3 separate regions of the Mus musculus genome follow, and regions 2 and 3 are each linked to region 1. A link is a contact called in public HiChIP or PLAC-seq data. All regions are on one chromosome and are shown on one strand. Each heading gives the region's core, a stretch centred on a gene start, on an enhancer-like site or on the middle of the called end of the contact. The rest is flanking DNA. Distances are from core to core; before and after follow the strand shown. Region 1 holds the start of Rabep1 (rabaptin, RAB GTPase binding effector protein 1). Region 2 holds the start of Zfp3 (zinc finger protein 3). Region 3 overlaps Rabep1 (rabaptin, RAB GTPase binding effector protein 1).

Region 1 (2,592 bases), core at 54-2,553:
CAAAAGCCAATTAGAAAAGTACACCTGAAAGAACTTTCCCAACTAGATACAGTAAGATCTTGCCAAGGACGGAGCACATTCTTTCCAAACATAACTCCCGGTTGACGACAACAACACCTGAAACAATGTGGTCAAAACTCTGGGGCAGAGCTCAGTCGGTTTAAAGGTCATAAAGGGTTCTAATAACCATCATGGCTTATTTAGAACAAGGCCCTTTTTTTCTTCCAATATGAGCATTATTAAGACAGTCTGTCCTGCACGTCTAAGTCTTGGCTACTCAGGAAACTGAGGCAGGATAGCTCAGGAGTTTCAGGTCATCATGGTCCACAAAGTGAGACCCCATCGCTTGAACGGTAGAGACGGAATGGAGAAGACGATTGACTCCTCGATTTCGGCCCACTCGAGCACCTTTTCATCCCTAACACTCTCGAAATAATACTAAACTATCCTTTTACAGATGAACGTTGCCATCTTTATCGCCTGGCCCAAGACTTGCCCATCTTTCTCGATAAAGAGACATGAATCAAGCGCTCTTCGTTCGTCAGAAACTGAGGCCCTAAGAGACTAAGATATGAGCCCGGCCTTACCATGAAGCAACACAACCACTCAAAAGAATGCTACCCAATGCTTAGGATCACAGTTACTTTTACAAGTCCGGTGCAAAGAGCGCTGGAGCGTGGCCTGAGGAGGCGGGAGCGGAGGTGGGGCGAGAGGGCACACGGCCACTACCAAGGCGAGGGCTCGCGTTTTCTTTAAGGAATATAGCACATGCTCTCCATTTCCATCCTCCCCACCCGAGGAACCCACGTGCTGATCCCACCGCACCTTCCTCTCCGCCGGCTCCCTCCCTGCAGCCTCCCCACGCCCTTCCCCGCGGCCGCCCGCGCGCGCCTCCCTCTCCCTCCCCAGCCCGGCTGCCCCAGCACGCGTCGCCCGCGCGCCCCCGCCTCCAGTCCGTGGGTCACCCCCGGGCCCGCGCGCGTGCCCTTCCTGCCCCCAAGGGCCCCCACGACGCTGCGCCGGGCAGGCCGCGCCCGCCATGGTGGGCGCCTCACCGTCAGGCTGGGGAGCCGGGCCCGGCTGCGCCATGGCCAGTGGGCGGCCTCGGAGAACGGGGATGGGCGGGGAAGCGGCGTCCCGGGATGCCGCGGGCTCAGCTGGCGGAGGAGGCGTCGACCGAGCCGCGGCCACCGCCGCCCAGGGAGGAACCGCTAAGGCTGGAGCCGCCGGCGCCGCCACAGCCTCGGGCAGAGACGGACCGGAGCGCCGACCTCCGCCTCCTCATCCTGACAGCGGGAAATAAGCAGTGCGCAGGCGCGGGGGGATGGGACGGCACGTGACGCTGGCCTAAGGGAGGGGCGGGGCCTCAGGAGGGAGGGAGACCAGGGAGGAGGGGTCCGGGGCCTGGGAGCCAGAGGGAGGCTGATGAGAGAGCTATGGGTGTTGGAGACTGGCGGCTGCAAAGACGAAGACTGTGCAAGCTCTTGGCTCCCAGGACACAGACAAAAATATCAAGCTGAGTGAGGAGACCCTGGGTGCACGCGAACCCAGCCGCTACTTTGCCTAGTTGTGTGTCCTTGAGAAAGTCCCTTAACCTCATAACCTTGAAAAGTAGAGCGGCTAAGAAAAGTTTAAATGAGGATATAAAGTAGGAAGAATTGTTATGGCCAGAACTTGGTCTGGTCCCCAGATGTGCAAGCCAATGCACTTTTTCCATTAAGCGACTATGTTTGACTTTAACGTGATCAGCCCAGAGAAGCTGTTGGAGATACAGCCAGACGCAGTGCTTGCATTCTTGACAGGAGAAAGTGCCACCCTTCTGCCTGGGCAAGAGAGCCATACGGAGACTCCAGACTTTCCTTTCCAGCCTCATTCAGACCTTGCTGCCTTCCTAGGGCAAGGGGTCTACACAGTCTGGCACTTCAGGACCAAGTCCACCTGCCTTCCTATGAGCCCAGAATTCCCTCCCTGGGTAGCTGAAGCTGTAGTCTCTCATTTTTCTATAAGACAGGGTGTAAACGTTTCTCAACGTGCCAGAGGGCAGCTGCATTTGGAGGAGGTGGCACAGCACTTACACATTTGAGCTGCTCTGTGTGTTCACAGATCCTTCGTGGTGCAAGACAGGTGAGGAAAGAAGGAAGACAAGCAACAGACCAGGAGCCCAGCCAGGGCTTACGCTCCTCTCACCAGCTTATTCAAGTGCACATACCCCCAAAGGCCAGGGATCTATGCTAGTCTTTTTTTCTCCCTCCTGCAGTCCTGGGGATTTAACCTTAAGCATAGTAGGCAAGCACTCCACTACTCAGCTATAGCAATAGTTCTTGTTCTGTTTTTTTAATTTTGAAACACCCTCTCCCTAAATGGCCCAGGTTAGCCTTGAGTCTGCAATCCTGCTTCATCCTCCTGAGAAGCTGAGATTTCAGGGTTGGACCACTACTAGGTCCTACTTTTTCTTTTTCTTTCTTTCTTTCTTTCTTTCTTTCTTTCTTTTTCTTCTTCATTTATTCTGATTCTAAAAGTTCTAAGCTCAAGTCTGCTCCAGAGTCACTGCAGATGCCTACATTCAAACCATAATAGTCATTAATGGTTTGA
Region 2 (2,592 bases), core at 26-2,525, 80 kb after region 1:
GCCATTACGAGTGGTAGTGTATATATTGTAAAGGGGATATTCAAGTCTCAGAGGGGTTGCACCTCACAGGCTGAGCACCACTGTTCTACAATGTGACCAAGGATGACATTCTACTCATCTTGTTAACCTCAGTGCTTAGCACATTTCTGATACCTGGAAAACATTAAGTGAGGTTTCTGAGCTATCTGGGTGAATGTCTGCAGTTGTTTTAAAGGTTAATTGAAGATTCCATTCACCATTGTCCCTAAAGAGACCAGAGCAGTGTCTGACAGATAACTGGTATCAACGTTTTATAAAAATAAGTTCTTAGCCGAGCACGATGACCCACACCTTTAATATCAGCACATGGAAGACAGAAGCAGATGGATCTCTGAAAGTCTTAAGTCAACCTGATCTACCTAGTGAGTTCAAGACTAGCCAGAGATATGTAGGGAGACCCTATCTCAAAAAAAAAAAAAAAAGTCAAACTAAGGCAACAACAAGAAAAGTTCTTTCTCCCAAGACACTATTTATCTTCCTCCTTTGGTATCCAGGATCAAGGGAACTCTGTCAATTCTGTGCTCAATTCAGTCTCATTTATGATTATTATTATTATTCTTAACTATGTGTAGTTGTGTGTTGCTACAGAGTTATAGATGTGTGTGCACATGAGTTACAGATGATACGAGGCGCCTGATTTGAGTTCTGGGAACCAAACTAGGGTCTTCTGGAAGAGCAGCAAGAACTACTGTGTCTTCTCTTTAGTCCCAATTCTATCATCTTTCTTTAACCTTAGTAAGCCAATGTCCTGCCTGCCAGCACAGGTCACAACATGCCACGGGGCCCCCAATTTTTGCCTGCTATTCGTTCTAGCAGTATACTTAGAGAATGAAATGAGAGAGAGAGAGAGAGAGAAGAAAAATAGGCATAGGTCTTTGGCATGCCCGTGTCGGAGCCTGCTTCTCCAGTTTCCCTGGCTGACAAGGCCTGCAAGCAGAATTAGGATCGGGCCCCTGACAGTGCCCAGGCTCCACCCTCTCCGTGTGCAAATGAGTAGGAGCCCCCGATGCCATAAAGTCCAAGGTCACACAGCAAACCCGAGTCAGGGGCGGGCCTACAGTCAGAACTCCAGCTCCAGGCCGGGAGCCCCGCGCCCTCCTCCCCCGGGCACGACGGAACCAGAGAGGCCTCACCGCTGGCGGATGCCGCCCACGCTCCCTCCGCCGGGCCCGAGGCGCTGCACCGCGGCGCGCACAGAACCGCAGCTGTTGTCTGGTGTCACGGGCGACCCACGCCGGCCACTTCCGGTACCGGGCGCACTGCGGCCAATCCGCGCGAGCCGCACTCGCGGGAGGAACAGGTGGCCAGCGAGCCCACGCCCCCATGCCCGTCTCAGCTTTCCCGTCTGCCGTTCTCGCCCACATTCACCCCATCTTCGCCCGGTCGGACAGGGCCGGTCGGCTAGCTGGAATGTCCCATGCACCTCGCGAAACCCACTGTGTCCCTTGACCACTGACGCGCAGGGTCCTCCCGGTTTCCTAGACGGGCCCCGGGGATGCACTTCCGCCCCGCAGCAGCCGCTCTGCGCGCCCCTGACGTTTCCGTGGGCTGGAAAACTCGAAACTCCGCCACGCTTCCCGCGGGGACGTGTCGAGCAGCCGCGTTTGTGCCTCACCTCCCGCTTTCCAAGAGTCTGTCAACTCCGGTTCCTAGATTTAGGGTGCGCCTGTCATCTTCTAGGAGCGAGGGGGGAGGGGAGGCCTGCTTTGAGGTCAGGAAGGCTTCAGGGAGTGATGCTTTGACAAAAAACTCAAGGTTGAGTGTGATTTCCGTTTTCCGCAGGCAATGGGAACTGCACTATTTGCTGGCCTTTCTCTCTTCTTGAATAAATTTGGTCTTTTAGCACAGCACGTATGTGACTATGAATGTGGTGATCCTCCTGCCTCAGCCTTCCAACTGCTGAAGTGAGCAACCAAGCCCAGTGAAGTAGATCTCTGTGTGGGGGAGGGAGAGGTTGAGGCAGTTAGGACTGGCCTTGAATTAATTATGCTCAGTGGTGGCCCTGGCTTGACTAATCACATTATCCCCTTCCTTCTGACTGGTCCAGAGGTGAACATTAGATACAAATAAGACTGAACAGTCCTTCCTTCCAGTTGCTATCTGGGAAGGTGGTGCAGTTTGAAGCAACATTTGTAAGGAATCAGGTCTTTTCTGAAGCCATGGTCTTTGTAATAGACCTAAACAAGGAGATCTGAACCGAGAAAAGGCAAAGGAGGCTGGGGGTGTGGCTTAGAGGTCGAGCACTTGCCTGGAATGTGCTAGGTAGGCCCTAAATTCAACCCCTAGTACTGTTAAACAAAATAAATAAATGAAATAAAAACAAGACATTTGAAGAAAAGGCAGGGGGGGTAACTAGTTTTGAGTAACTAGTTCTGAGGTAAGGGCTGGGGAGATGACTCATGGAGTTAAAGCACTTGCCATGCAGTGGAAGGACCTGAGTTCGAATCCCCAGAGCCCATGAGCAACTGTAATCCCGATGCTCCAAAATATAACAGTGCAGAATACACATGACTATTCCCAAAGGGAGAGATGGGGGCACAGGGAGGGAATAAC
Region 3 (2,592 bases), core at 36-2,535, 73 kb before region 1:
GCTGCCACTGTTGCCGCTGTGTGTGCTAGATTATTCCATAACCAGATAGATACACTTCATATAGCAGACGGAAAAAAAAATGCAACTCTGTGGCTCTAATGAAACTCACCTGGTCTCTTGTTTCAGCTTCCTGAATCTGAATTCCTTGTAACTGTTTTTCATAATTGGAACACATATCACAACGTCTACCAAGCTTATTTCCAGCATTATGTACCTGAAGGGCACCAAAATTACCACTTATCAGCCAAAACAAAATAATTCTGTCTCATACTCAAGGAACAAACACACGTTCTTACCAATGTTACTCAATGCATAGCACAGAGTAAATGCTTCAGAGATTTACAGGAAAAAGTTAAAATATAGTGTCAGATTCTAGAAGTTGTAATTTCTAGTACAAGTATGATAGAAAAACAATGGACACAACTTAGCACCAAGGGCCACAAAACACCACATTTGAAGAACACACAGAGCAAGCAAGAGGTGCTACACCATACACTCAACACTACCTAACAAAAGGAGGAAGGAAAGACAGGCAGCAGCGAGTCCCCCATCATGAGCTCCGGAAGCAGCATGGTCTTGACATGTCCGGCATGGCTCAAGGACAATGTACTTAGGTTTAGCAGGCTGCTCCATTTACTGCGTGCTTCTCCAAAGAGAAGGAGCCCTGAGAAGGGAAAGCACTACGGCCAGAACTCCTAGAGTCTAACACAGGCTCTGCTCGATCTTTCTGAGCCAGTTTCTTCATCTGTAACTGGGCACAGTTGTGACCTGACTGCCTCATTTATGATCAGAAAGCTCAAAGAGATGAGGTATGTGAAAGGGCTTGAGATCTGTAAAGCAGTGTGCAAATACAACTTACATTCCTTTTTGGTTTTATTTTTCCAGACAGGGTTTCTCTGTATAACAGCCCTGGCTGTCCTAGACTCATTTTGTAGACCAGGCTGGCTTCAAACTCATAAAGACCCGCCTGCCTCTGCCTCCTGAGTGCTGGGATTAAAGCTGTGTGTCACCACACCCAACACAACTTAGATTCTTAATACTTAATCTTTACATTTAAAAATATTTTGAGAAAAATTACTTTTCATCAAGGGTGCCTTTTTTCCCTCTCCCATGTTTCCCAATCCTCCTTAAACCCACGCTCTATATCAGGTGCTTGACCACTTCTACATTTTAAAAGGAAAGAAAAAAATAAGTGAGTGAGTCATAGCATTCACTCAGCTCGAATAAACTGAAAACTCAAATTCAGGCTGTTCTAACTGTGATGCTTGTTAACACCACTGGCTAGCCAGCTTCCTGTGACAGGCAGACTTGACAGTGGGTGGGTATGTGCCAACACATTCTTGCTGGCAGCACAGGCCTGTGCTGACTCCAGGAACTATCTCCTGAATCAACAATGAATATCAGTTACCTATTCCCTCCAGAGAGAGAAGAGAGCAAGCTGTGGTGGTGCACTCAGGGTTGGCAAGGTGCAGGCAGGAGGATAAAGATACATCCTCTGAGTTTCAAGGTCATCTTCACTATATAGTAAGTTGAAGGCTAGCTTGGGCTATATGAAACTGTGTCTCAAAACAAAAAGAGAACAAAAGAAACAAGGTCAGAATATCTCACCTCTTTCTGCAGGAGATTCCATTCCGTCTCACTCACTAAGCGGTAACCACTGGGAGATACATATGCACTCTCCATACCCTGGGTGACACTGGAGAGGAGGGATGCTGTCTCCTCCTGCTCAGGTGTCATTGCCTTAATTGCTCTTTCTTGATCTTTGGTTAACATAAATCCACTTGGCATCTGCAGTGACCCAAGGGACACAGTATCAAAGTTCTCAGACACAGAATCTGCTCCAACCAGTGGTCCAAAATCCGACTCATCCAAATTTCCAGCAGATTTCGCTTTGTAGTTATAGCCTAAAGCTTTGGATTGCAATGAGCTTGAGGTTCCCAAGCTGTCTGTAGACTGAGCTCTCCTGAGTCCATCTTTAAACATGTCATTGTCCGATTTACTAAATGGATCTCCAGATGGTAACATCAAGTCTGCATCCAAGGAATGGACTGACCCATGGGTGCTGTCTAAATGCTCCTGAAATGTGAAAATACATTATTTTCAAGTTAGATAATTCTCTGAACCACCATGTAATACATACATACATACATACATGCATACACACATATACACATACACACGCACACACACACACATATATATATAACACCACATATTAAACATACTCAATTTTCTGCCTTCATATAATCACTTAGCCATTTATCAAGTAAATCTCTTCTGTTTGTTAGGTAATATTCAGGCACAGGTTAGACATGTGAACAAAATACAACCTTTTGTTGTTGTTGTTGTTGTTTTCAAGACAGGGTCTCTCTTTGTAGCCCTGGATGACAGGGTCTCTCTTTGTAGCCCTGGATGTCCTGAAACTCACTCTATAGACCAGGATGGCCTCAAACTCAGAAATCTACCTGCCTCTGCCTCTGCCTCCCAAGTGCTGAGATTAAAGGCGTGCACCGCCACCGCCCGGACAAAATACAACTTCTAATTTTAAGATGTGTACAGTTTCTTGAGTGTTTAAGCAAGTAAACAGGCTCT

What was found. HiChIP or PLAC-seq counts read pairs in DNA pulled down with a chosen protein or histone mark.
Region 2: a contact with region 1 is called in an H3K4me3 HiChIP or PLAC-seq map of bone marrow-derived macrophages, with 2.9 times the contacts expected there. The contact joins the promoter of Zfp3 here to the promoter of Rabep1 in region 1. A contact is called at or near these places in 8 of 39 promoter capture datasets (3T3-L1-derived adipocytes, cranial neural crest, embryonic stem cells and 5 more), 3 of 15 datasets of contacts at CTCF or cohesin (CD8 T cells, the NIH/3T3 cell line and large pre-B cells), 4 of 484 Hi-C or Micro-C datasets (Th1 cells, bone marrow-derived macrophages, cerebral cortex and 1 more), 4 of 115 datasets of contacts at active chromatin or transcription factors (the SCID.adh cell line, bone marrow-derived macrophages, embryonic stem cells and 1 more) and 4 of 9 other capture datasets (adipose tissue, liver, macrophages and 1 more).
Region 3: an H3K27ac HiChIP or PLAC-seq map of bone marrow-derived dendritic cells shows a contact between it and region 1, with 2.9 times the contacts expected there. The contact joins the enhancer-like site here to the promoter of Rabep1 in region 1. A contact is called at or near these places in 4 of 484 Hi-C or Micro-C datasets (bone marrow-derived macrophages, nephron progenitors and peritoneal macrophages), 4 of 115 datasets of contacts at active chromatin or transcription factors (the SCID.adh cell line, bone marrow-derived dendritic cells, bone marrow-derived macrophages and 1 more) and 2 of 9 other capture datasets (adipose tissue and pancreatic islet).

Annotation. Positions count from the first base shown.
Region 1 is chr11:70,843,472-70,846,063 of GRCm38.p6, reverse strand. Rabep1 (rabaptin, RAB GTPase binding effector protein 1) reads right to left here and starts at 1,303. Exons shown (of 18, transcript NM_019400.3): 1 at 1,056-1,303. The coding sequence starts at 1,089.
Region 2 is chr11:70,763,130-70,765,721 of GRCm38.p6, reverse strand. It overlaps Zfp3 (zinc finger protein 3), which reads right to left and starts at 1,275. Exons shown (of 2, transcript NM_177565.3): 1 at 1,173-1,275.
Region 3 is chr11:70,916,799-70,919,390 of GRCm38.p6, reverse strand. Rabep1 (rabaptin, RAB GTPase binding effector protein 1) reads right to left here. Exons shown (of 18, transcript NM_019400.3): 9 at 1,609-2,076; 10 at 110-214. Among named protein-coding and RNA genes, the nearest start is that of Nup88, 52 kb to the left of the region's middle. Within about 2 kb of position 1,285, at least 33 of the 459 cell types and tissues checked have an H3K27ac peak or open chromatin away from gene starts, as enhancers often do. A contact at or near this core is called in bone marrow-derived dendritic cells and bone marrow-derived macrophages, where this site is marked.